Regions from separate parts of the Zea mays genome. Here region 1 is linked to region 2. A link is a contact called in public Hi-C data. All regions are on one chromosome and are shown on one strand. The core of a region is the stretch at or near the end of the contact, and the rest is flanking DNA. Distances in the headings are between cores, read along the strand shown.

What was found. Hi-C and Micro-C count contacts between places; a contact is called where the count stands out from the background.
Region 1: a contact with region 2 is called in a Hi-C map of leaf, with 6 times the contacts expected there. The contact joins the promoter of LOC541743 here to the promoter of LOC100284180 in region 2. A contact is called at or near these places in 5 of 25 Hi-C or Micro-C datasets (ear, leaf and tassel).

The regions. Positions count from the first base shown.
Region 1 is chr3:207,197,708-207,202,799 of Zm-B73-REFERENCE-NAM-5.0, reverse strand. It overlaps LOC541743 (transcription factor MYB30), which reads left to right and starts at 3,132. Exons shown (of 2, transcript XM_020550488.2): 1 at 3,132-3,930; 2 at 4,103-5,007. The coding sequence starts at 3,650. The coding sequence ends at 4,778.
Region 2 is chr3:207,047,612-207,052,886 of Zm-B73-REFERENCE-NAM-5.0, reverse strand. It overlaps LOC100284180 (40S ribosomal protein S24), which reads right to left and starts at 3,039. Exons shown (of 5, transcript NM_001157076.2): 1 at 2,857-3,039; 2 at 2,708-2,749; 3 at 2,452-2,622. The coding sequence starts at 2,940. It overlaps TRNAK-CUU (transfer RNA lysine (anticodon CUU)), which reads right to left and starts at 4,474; the gene lies at 4,402-4,474.

The sequences.
Region 1 (5,092 bases), core at 1,883-4,382, 150 kb before region 2:
GTTGTAACGGGCCATTTAATTTAGCATAGTAAATTTAAGGATTGAATCAAGTTAGGACCGGATCATAAAACAATATAATTTTGAACTAACAAAATTAAGAGCCTTGTTGGTTTGCGAAGCAAGTATTAGGATCATGATCTATTACCACCCCTACTCCCAACGTAGGTGCAACCGTGCAAAGGCAAAACCCAACAATCCTCATATGTGGGACACCGAGACGGCCGCAAACAAGCTTGGGCGCGCAAACTATCCTCCACGCCATCTTGCACATGCCATGGGTGCTTGTGGACACGTCCCGCCACAGGAAGAAGGCACGTCGACACACTTGTAGTGCCCCATGCAGAGCCTATCTCCATCAGCTATTCTATCTCATCTTCTATCTCAAACTTCACTCCAAACAGTGTCATCTACAATGTCGTATCCTCTATTTTACACAATCTACCACACGATCGATATGTGCATTGGAAGGGCGGAAAGGGTACCCTTAGTGATCAGCATGCATCCGTTAGGAGGCCGGATTTCCATGTCTAGATCCTGATTGCCACCTTGTTGTTAAATGTTTGCTCAACCTTCGGACTGAGAGGGACAGTCCCATATTTAGCAATTTTGAATAAAATTCATCGAATTTTGAAGTTTTTTCATTCTTGAACTCCTACAGAAATTGATTTTCGATGCAAATTTTAAAAAATTCGATTCACCATTCAAAAAAAATTAAAAAAAATAAAAAACCATAAACCGTGTTTTTACGAGATTTCGATGCTTTTTGGCCGAAAAGATCGTTTGGCCATGTAAAAATATAAACTTTCAATACCATTTCAGTATGTTGTATATGTATGGTATTGTAAAATACAAGATACATAGGTATACATAAATTAATATGCACTGGCCATCCAATTTCATAAAACGTATAACCCTCACACAAACTTCTCACCAATGAATCAAATATGTGAAAAATATTTTTTATGCATTGTAAAAGTGAAATAATTGTGTTATAAAAAACTTTATATGTACTTGAATGACACTATTGTAACCTTCTATTGCTTTGTTTTGCTTTAGAATTGCATTTTTATTTGGATTAGTATGTTTTATGTGATTTTGGACATCAAATTGTTTATGACTATATTATTATTCATTGTAAAGCGTTATTTGAATAGTTAACAAACATATCTTGTCAGAAATTTGACTTTTCCTAAACCGAACCACACTTCCTATTATATAATCAGCGGAATCTACCAAGAAAATAGCGAAAGCCGCCAGAAAAAAAACAAAATCCGATGATTCAAATTTGAAATCAGGCGGTGGTGAGAAATGCCAAGAAATCGAGAAGGTTAACCCTAGGCAGCCCCTAAAAAAAGGCGATCTCCACTAGACTTATCAGTCACATCTATTTTAAACTTCACTCTGTAAACTATATAGTTTATAGTGTAAAATAATGTTTTACACAGTCATATATACGATCTGCTGGCCACAACCTAATAGATGGAAAACTTCGCAATGCGGCATGAGAAGGTGTTGAGGAGGTCGCGAGCAGGGTCTCCGGAGTAAAATTTGACGCTTCAGGTATGCATGTTGATGTAACTATGAAATCTCGTGATGCTACATTTAAGGAAATTTTGTATGAAATATATACATAGCAATACTAAGTTTTCATCAAAGTTATCTCCTAGTTTTACTACACGACCCACACGAGGAAATTCTTGAGAAGGATGACAATAAAGTTCCCGTAAGGAAGAAGAGACAAAGGATCACAGTTCTGTTTTTGGTGATGATTCCATTTGATTGTAAACCTATAGTTATAAATGGGTGTTTAAGACGAAGCTTAGAGTGTGCCTTCTCGTGCGATACTTTGAGGCTTTCCTAGACCTCTGATCGCGAGAAGATAAAGCAAGGACCGTGTATACCACCATGTCAATTTGTCAACGATATGTATATGCATGATCCATCCCGCACCCATAGATTCATTCATTCATTCATGCGTACACAGTTGCACGATTTGTTTGAATGAGTGGCTCGGTCAATTAATGAAACTAGCACTAATTCAAAAGGCGATTCAGTTCCGCGACAAACAAGAGAGACTGAAAAAGGTTGCTTCTACGAGTGGACAAAGTGCATTTAGGATCAGATCAGAACTCCTTGTTGCCGGTACAGGTTGACGAGATTATTAATTGCTAACCAAAACCCCTAAGCTCCAATGGATTGCTCGAGCCTCGCCGAGAATACGCACCTGTCTGCGCCGCCGGTTGTTGTGAGGTACATATCAACACAAATAGGTTTAAATTAACTAATTTGACGAAGTGTACTGAGAATATATCCAATGCAAAGGGTACATGATTAATTTGCGTATCATCTTGATAGCCAGATCGCACAAGCAAGGGCCTGTGGACATTGTTGAAGCGGGCCTATCTCTGCAGTTCTGTACCTTTCAGCCGTATATATGTTTACTCAATGGATGTGAGACGACAAATGGGGGCAGGCCGGCAGGATAGCCAGAACGGTTCACACCACACCGAGACGCGTGTTGTTTTTTTTTTAAAAAAAGAATTTAGAGCAATAGTATGGCCTGTTTGGTTCGCTGTAACTTGCTACATCTTGTCTAACTTTTCTACCTAAGGTTAGTTATTCAATTCGAATTAATAACCTTAGACAAAGTGTAGCACATTTAGCCACGAACCAAACAGGCCCGTGACATGTTCAAACTAATAAGCCACAAAGTAATGGCGGCCCAGGTTGTGTTGGCAATTGGCATCGACGGAATTCCGATGAAATACACAGCACGGCAATTTATTAGCTGCTTGGCAGTTCAATTTTTCCCCTACCTAGTTTTCTAGACATATGCTTCCTCTGCCTTAAAAAACGTAGTCGTTTAGCTTTAATTTTATGTCTATATTCAAATAAATAATGCTAAAACTAGACATATATAAAACACATACATTAACTATTGTATGAATTCATTATTTTTTTAAAACGAATTTTATTTTGCAACACAGGGAGTATAATTTAACGTGGATGTCGTCGACGACGACTAGACGATGATGGCGACCCAGTTTGCATGCACGCAGCAGGCTTGGTCAACTTGCCATGCTGCTGCTCATTCGTTGGCGCCGTGATATAAGCCCGGGAGACGCGACCAAACCTTTTGCAGTAATCCCTCTCGCTGCTCCCTCAGTCTCCTTCCTCCTCTCTGCATTCCGTGATTCTGTCGCCTCCGCTCCATCCCTCTCGCACTGGATCATCCACCATAAATATAGCTCGTGCCGGTCGATCGGCCGTGCAGGTGAAAGTAGCGGCGCGAAGCCAGGTAGCTAGCTAGCTAGGAAATTAAAAAGGGGCCAGCCGGGGAACGATCACGACGAGCTAGGGGCGCCGGAGCCATGGGGCGGTCGCCGTGTTGCGACAAGACGAAGGTGAAGCGGGGGCCGTGGTCGCAGGAGGAGGACGCCGTCCTCAGGAGCTTCGTCCAGAGGTTCGGCAATGCCGGCAATTGGATCGCCCTGCCGCAGAAAGCAGGTCATATAGTAGCTGCTACTACAGAAACTAGCTTGATTGCTTGCCTCATCAGTTTCTTCTTCTTCTTCTTCTTCTTCTTCTAGTTTTTCTTTTGTTTTTGCTTTCTACCACCAGCAAGCACCGACCATCGTTTTCCGCGTGAATGCGAACTGCAAACATCAGCGGGGTTGGTGCATGCTGCACTGTAGTCAAAGGCTTCGGTTTGGTTGATCTGTGTGCGTCGTCGTCGTCCTTTCCTTCTGGTTACGCTGACGATGAGGTGTTGGTTGATTATTGTCTCGTACGTCGTTCAGGGCTGAAACGATGCGGTAAGAGCTGCCGTCTTCGCTGGCTCAACTACCTCCGCCCGGAGCTCCGGCACGGCGGCTTCACCGACGAGGAAGACAGCCTCATCTTGTCTCTCTACGGCGAGATTGGAAGCAAGTACGACGCGTGCGTGCGTGCATGCACTCTCTGTGGCCTGTGGGGTCGTTGTGGGCCGGGCCGGATAACGCTAAACACAGAAGACAGAACATACATGCATGGCTAGCTAACAGCTGCATGCATGCGTGTCATGTAGACTGACGATATATGCTCTTTCTTGGCCTTGTCACAGGTGGTCGGTGATAGCGTCCAGACTCCCCGGACGGACGGACAACGACGTCAAGAACTACTGGAACACCAAGCTCAAGAAGCGGTACTTGGCGTCGTCCACGTCCACGGGAGAAGCAAGGCCGCCGCCGCCACCACCAGCTCCTCCTAGCGCTAGCGGCGACGACAGCAGCGCCGCCGCCGACAGCCACCAGGCCCAACAAGACGAACCCTCTCTTCCGCTGACACCTCCAGCCTTCAGTACCGACCTCGATACGACCTTTGCCGTTGTCGACGACGACATGCTCCTCTTCAAGTCCGATCAGCTGTACGCCGAGCTCGTGGGTCTGGTCGAGAAGAAATCGCAGGCCACAGCTGGCCCGTCCACTGGTGGTGGCGGGGACGAGGCTAATTCGACGGCCACGCCATCGTCCTCGTCGTATGGAACTGGGACAACAAACAGTCCCACGGTTAGCAGCAGCTCAGGTAGCTGCGCCCTGTGGCCCACGGACGTGCATGGCACAACGCTGCTGTCCGAACCCACCAGCAGCAGCCTGTTCGACGACGCTTACGGTGTTGGCGACGACGCGTTCGGAGCGGCGGCTCTGCCTGCGTACTCCTTCCAAGACCTTCTGGCCTCGTCTTACGACGATGCTACTGCTGCGGTGGTGACGCAGGAGTTGATGCAGTACTACCAGTAGTAGTAGTACTGTAGGCATGTGGTCAATCTGGTGTGATGTGTAACTGGTTAATTAGTTACTATATGGCCAGTAGAGATGGTAGGTGCTAGGCAGTGGTTAGACGATGAAGACGGTGATGACGGTAAAAGACGTCACCATATGGTCACACCCCCTGTCAAAAGATTACTTGAGGTCGAGAGCAGAAAGATTAAATATAATGGAACCTCGATATTCATATTCGACCAATAAAGAAACATGTCAAAACAGAAAGAAACTTATGTGCACCAGATATGTGCACCAAAGACTTATGCACTCGATACCAAGCACAACTATAT
Region 2 (5,275 bases), core at 1,790-4,289:
CAGATGGCTGAACAAATCTAAAGACAGAATCTCCAATTTAATGATATTTGGTTGTGGAGCTGTGTTTTGGGCTATTTGGAGAACCAGAAATCATTGGTTATTTGGTGATAAAATTCTCCTTGATCCTGCTATAATAATATTTCTCTGTTGCTTTTGGCTGGATTCTTGGGCTATTCGTCAGAGAGAGAAGGAAAAAGAGATGGTCCAAGGAAGCCGACTAATCAGAAAGATAGCAAGTGAAGTGGTGTGCAGGTCGTTTGGGTGGTGTCCGAGAGACCGCCGCATTTCTGGATGAAGGGTGATTTTGGCGCATTTCTGTGGTTGTCTACCGTTCAATTTCTGGGGTGTCCTTCTGGTGAACTAGTTATAGCTGGTCTGTTAGCTACGTAGCTGCACTTTTATGTAAAAATAAGCTTTGCTTAAAAACTGTGGTTTCGTCTGGATTGTTGTCATGCTTATTAAAACGACGTTTAAACTATAAAACGCTGCCAGAACACCGAAACGCTAAAACGTTTAACACTTGCGTGTAAAACGTCGTTTTACGACGTTTAAACGTCACGTTTTGACGTTTAAACGCAAAATATCGTTAAATGCCGCGTTTCGGGCGTTTTACTTCCGCCTGTAAAATTTGGCCCAGCGGCCAGCCCAATTAGGATTCCGCCCAGTCCGTCCAGTCTGCCACTTCGCTGTAGACGCCGCGGCGCCTCCAGGTCGCGCCGTCCCTGTCCCTGTCCCTGTCCGCCCATCCGGTGCAGCCGCCGCGGCACCTCCAGGAGTCCAGGCCGCCATCGCCTGTGCCAGGCCGCGCCGTCCCTGTCCGCGTCCGCCCATCCGCCGCCCCCACAACAGGGACGTCCGCCACCCGCCACAGCAGGGCCTGTCCGCCGGCCGCCCGACGTCTGTTGTTCCTCAGGCTCAGGTATATGCCGATGTCTGCTCGCCTGCTCCTCTAGCCTCTGATTTGTTTTACTGTTAAAACATTCAGTCATTTCTATTTTTCTGGTTCCGTCTAGCACATATTTCAACGAAGGCTCTGTTGTTTCCCTTCCATTTGGGATCCCGGTTCCCGGCAACAGCAAGGCTTCGTTTCAGACCTGGTCGCTACTCGGCTACTCCAGCACTGCACAGCACCCGAACAGAATAGCAGTTGCTTCTGTTCCTGTTGCTCACTTGCTGAAGGATTGAAGTGCTGTGTTCTGAACATGCATTCCATTATTGCAGAATAGATTGGAGGAGAAATGACTGATTTTAGCACAGAAGCATCTGCAACTGGCTCTCAAATACAAAGTGATGGATATGATCCACTGAAAGATCCAAAAAGGAAGCCCAAATCTGATGATCCAGGCTGGAAGTATGCCTATTATGTAGAGCCTGGCAAGCGAGAGTTGATCCAATGCGCTCTTTGCCCAAGGCAGATTAAAGGAGGAATTCTGAGGGTGAAGAAACATCTTGTGGGTGGATACAAAGATATCCTCAAGTGTCCCAATACCACAACTGCAATTGCTAGAGAGTTGAAGGCAGCTTTGGATGAAGGAAAAAGGGATAGACCAAAGGGACAGTACTTTGATGAAGTTGAATCACATGAGAATGAAGATGATGATGTTGTGGAAGTAATTGGGTCATCATCTAGAGGAGGCAGCAGCACTGGAACAACCGGCAAAAGAAAGGAATTATCAAGCAAGCCATCAACAGTGGTGGTCGTGGTGATGAGCAAGACAAGGATGATGTTGGTTTAGATGATTTGGATGATGGTTATTGAGTGCTTGAGTAACACATGTGTGCTTGTGGTTGTGGACATAGCATTCCACTTTATTTTGCACAATATTATTATGTGAACTTATGTTGGTTGTTTGGTATTTGACTTTATGTTATTGTCTGAAATTATTATATATTGAAATGTCTCTATGTTGTTTAAAACTACGTTTAAACAAAGTTTAAACCGTTTAAAAGTTAAAACTCCACCCATGAGCGTTTCAACGTTTCGTCGTTTTAATAACCTTGATTGTTGTTAGTGGTGGCTGATCCTTGCTTATCTAGTATGATAGTGTGAAGGGGTTAGTAGCACTAGGTGCTCTTTTTGTCGATGGGTTGTAACTCATCGTTTGGTTTGTAATGACTCTTATCCTATTTCTTAACGAAATAGGGGGCTCTGCCCCTTCGTCAAAAAAAAAATATTTGTCTGAACATGAGCAAACAATAGGGCTAGAAAGTAAAACTTATACCCAAGAGCAGTGCTAGTCACAATTAATGCCTAGTTTCAGAGGTGCAATGATGCTCCCACAAAACAAACTGACAGAACAGCAGGGTTTACTAAGAAAGTTAAGTGTAACAACAGTGACACATATGATGCCAGCGGTACTAAATCAGTAATCAGGCATTTTACTGTCCAACTACCAAACTTTTATATGTAAGCGCTTAGCATCATAGCTACAGAGCCAGACGACAACATACCCTGATGAGGCGGTATTTCGGCTCGAACTTCTTGGCAGCCTCGAGGTTGTCGTAGATGAGGCCGAAACCAGTGGACTTTCCTCCTCCGAAGTGGGTGCGGAACTTGAAGACAAAGATGGTGTTGGGGTCCTTCACCTCGTACGCCTTGGCAAGCCTCTCCTTCAACTCCGCCTACACACAGAGAACAACCCTAAGATCCAGGCAAGAAGTACCCGCCACATGAGACGCGCATAAAGGACAATGACCGAGATCTCACCTTGGAGACGTTGGCGCGGCCGGGGTGGATCACCTCAAGCACCTGCAAGACAGAGGGAGGGCAGGCAAAGATTTAGTGAGAGATGGGGGACGAGACGGGGAGCATCGACGGAAGGATTGGAAGATGTTGGTCTGATGGATGCCACTTACGAATTGCTTGCGGGCCAGGAGGCGGTTGGTCATGAACTTGCGGGTGCGGAGGGTGACCGCCGAGGTGGCCTTGGAGTCCGCCATGGTTCAACTGACCGCGCCGACGCCGGGGGAGATGTGGAAGTGGAGGTCGTGGCTGCGCGACAGGAACGAGGGTTAATGGGCTGGCTGGCGGCAAGGAAAACCCTAGCGGTGGGCAAAGTGGGTATATATGCAGTGGGATTGGATACGCGGGTTGTGATGTTTCTGGTGAAGTACGATGGGCCGTCTTCAAACGGGCCATCCTTGTCATTACTGCTTGGAATGGCCCATCTTTCACTCTTTCTATTTAGCCACCGCGTCTGCGCTGGGTTGATTGAAGGCAACCACCGCTATGTCCGAATTTTTTGTTTTTTAGTCCTTTTTGTGTCAAAAAATTCCAATTAGACCCCCAGAAAACTTAAATGCAGTTTTGGACCCATTTCTCGGCGCCATGAGCTATGACGCCGAGTTTACACATCTCGGCGCCATAGATCTTGGCGCCGAGCTACCTGTCGCGTTGTCGTCCACCAGTTGACGCGGCGCCGACGTGGCACCGAGCTCGGCGCTAAGATCTATGGCGCCGAGCTCGAATATATAACCACAAAGATTGTCTAGCTTAGTTGGTAGAGCACAAGGCTTTTAACCTTAAGGTTGTGTGTTTAAGCCCCATCATGAGTCAATATTTTGTCTTTGTCACTGATTTGTTTTTTTATTGTTCAGATTTTTTCGTTTATGCCGCTGATTTGTCCGTGCGTTCAATATTTTTATGCCGAAATATTATTCCATATAGTTTTTTTTTCTAGATTGAATTTGCATCTAATAATTCCTATACGTGAGTAAAGATAAAACTGCAGTACTTTTGTCTTCTAATACACATGCATCTGGAAATTATTACTCTCATACAGCCTTTTCTCTTTTCTAGATGGGATTTGCACCTAATAATTTCTATATGTGGGGTAACCGAATATTTATGTGGATACGTTAGCAACGTGGCTTGAAAGATTTTGAGTGAACAAAATATTTTTCTTGGAGTTGGTTTTCAATATTCGAAAAGGTTAAAAAAAGGCCTATATGTCGAGTCCTAATCCTAACACGGGAATATGGGAATAGTTTTTTTTCACGTGCTTTTATATAAAATCAAACTGTTGAAACTACAAAATTCATGTATTGATTTATATAATAATCCTATATTCCAAATAGGCCATCGTGCGTTTTTTCCCACTTAACCATCGTGCAAAGGTTGAACGGCACTAGCCACCAGTAGAATTACAGTTTCAAAGCTTGGATCTTAATTCCTTCAAGTCTACCAGAAGTGTCGGTGATGTGATTTATTTAACGTTTCTTCTTTTTGAACTAGAAAGTTTATATATAACACACATTTGAATTTCGTCAGAATAGTAACTATGCTGGCACAGATTTTTAAAATGTCTAGTTCCAATATAAATCAGCGCACGTATCATTATATAGTCCTGGGAACAATAATCTGGACAAAAAAATCAGTGACAAAAACAAAAAAGTATTGAATGCCTACCGTGGGGCTTGAACCCATGACCACAAGATTAAGAGTCTTACACTATACCAACTAAGCTACACAGACTTTATGTTTATATAACCGAGCTCGGCGCCATAGATCTTGGCGCCGAGCTCAGTGCCACGTCCGCGCCACGGCGTCCGTTTTGTGCCAACGCAGCACGTACCTCGGCGCCATAGGCGATGGCGCCGAGCTGTATTACCTCGGCGCCATAGTTTATGGCGCCGAGCAAAGGGTCCAAAAATGACATTAAAATTTTTTAGGGTCCAAACGTGATTTTTTTCTCGAGAAAGGACTAAAATGCAAAAAATTCGGCCGCTATGTAAGAGTCTCCAATCTTTTTGATCTGGTAGATCACCATCTAACAATAGATACAGACACATACAGTCACGATTTGTTGGGTTCTTTTATAAAACTACTCGAGCTAATGGTAAAAGGATATACGGTTGGTTGGATGATGATCTAACAGATCAGCAAGCTCGCTTGCACCTAGAAACCTTTTATATAGCCGTCGTTGCCTCGATGTTATTGTGTTTCAACACATAAAATAGCAGAGTGAAGTCGAAAAAAAGGCAGAGTGTGCAGTTTTTGGAGTTTTATTGCTCGTGGTCATGGCTCAGCGACCAGTAGCGGTGGCAGAGCCACCAGTCTAGGCACATTGAGTTCCCATCGTTGACCACCGCTTCTGTAGGAGGACGCGGAGCGCAAAGCCGAGTGTGATGAAGATTGTGGCGGTGCTGAACGTGTCGACAATGTTTGTGATATTCTTGCCTGATTTAATAGAATTAATAAAGTACTTATATTAATAAGGTGTTTTTTTAAAAAAAACTTGTCTCGAAAGAAACGATCAAGTTAAACGTGTTTGGC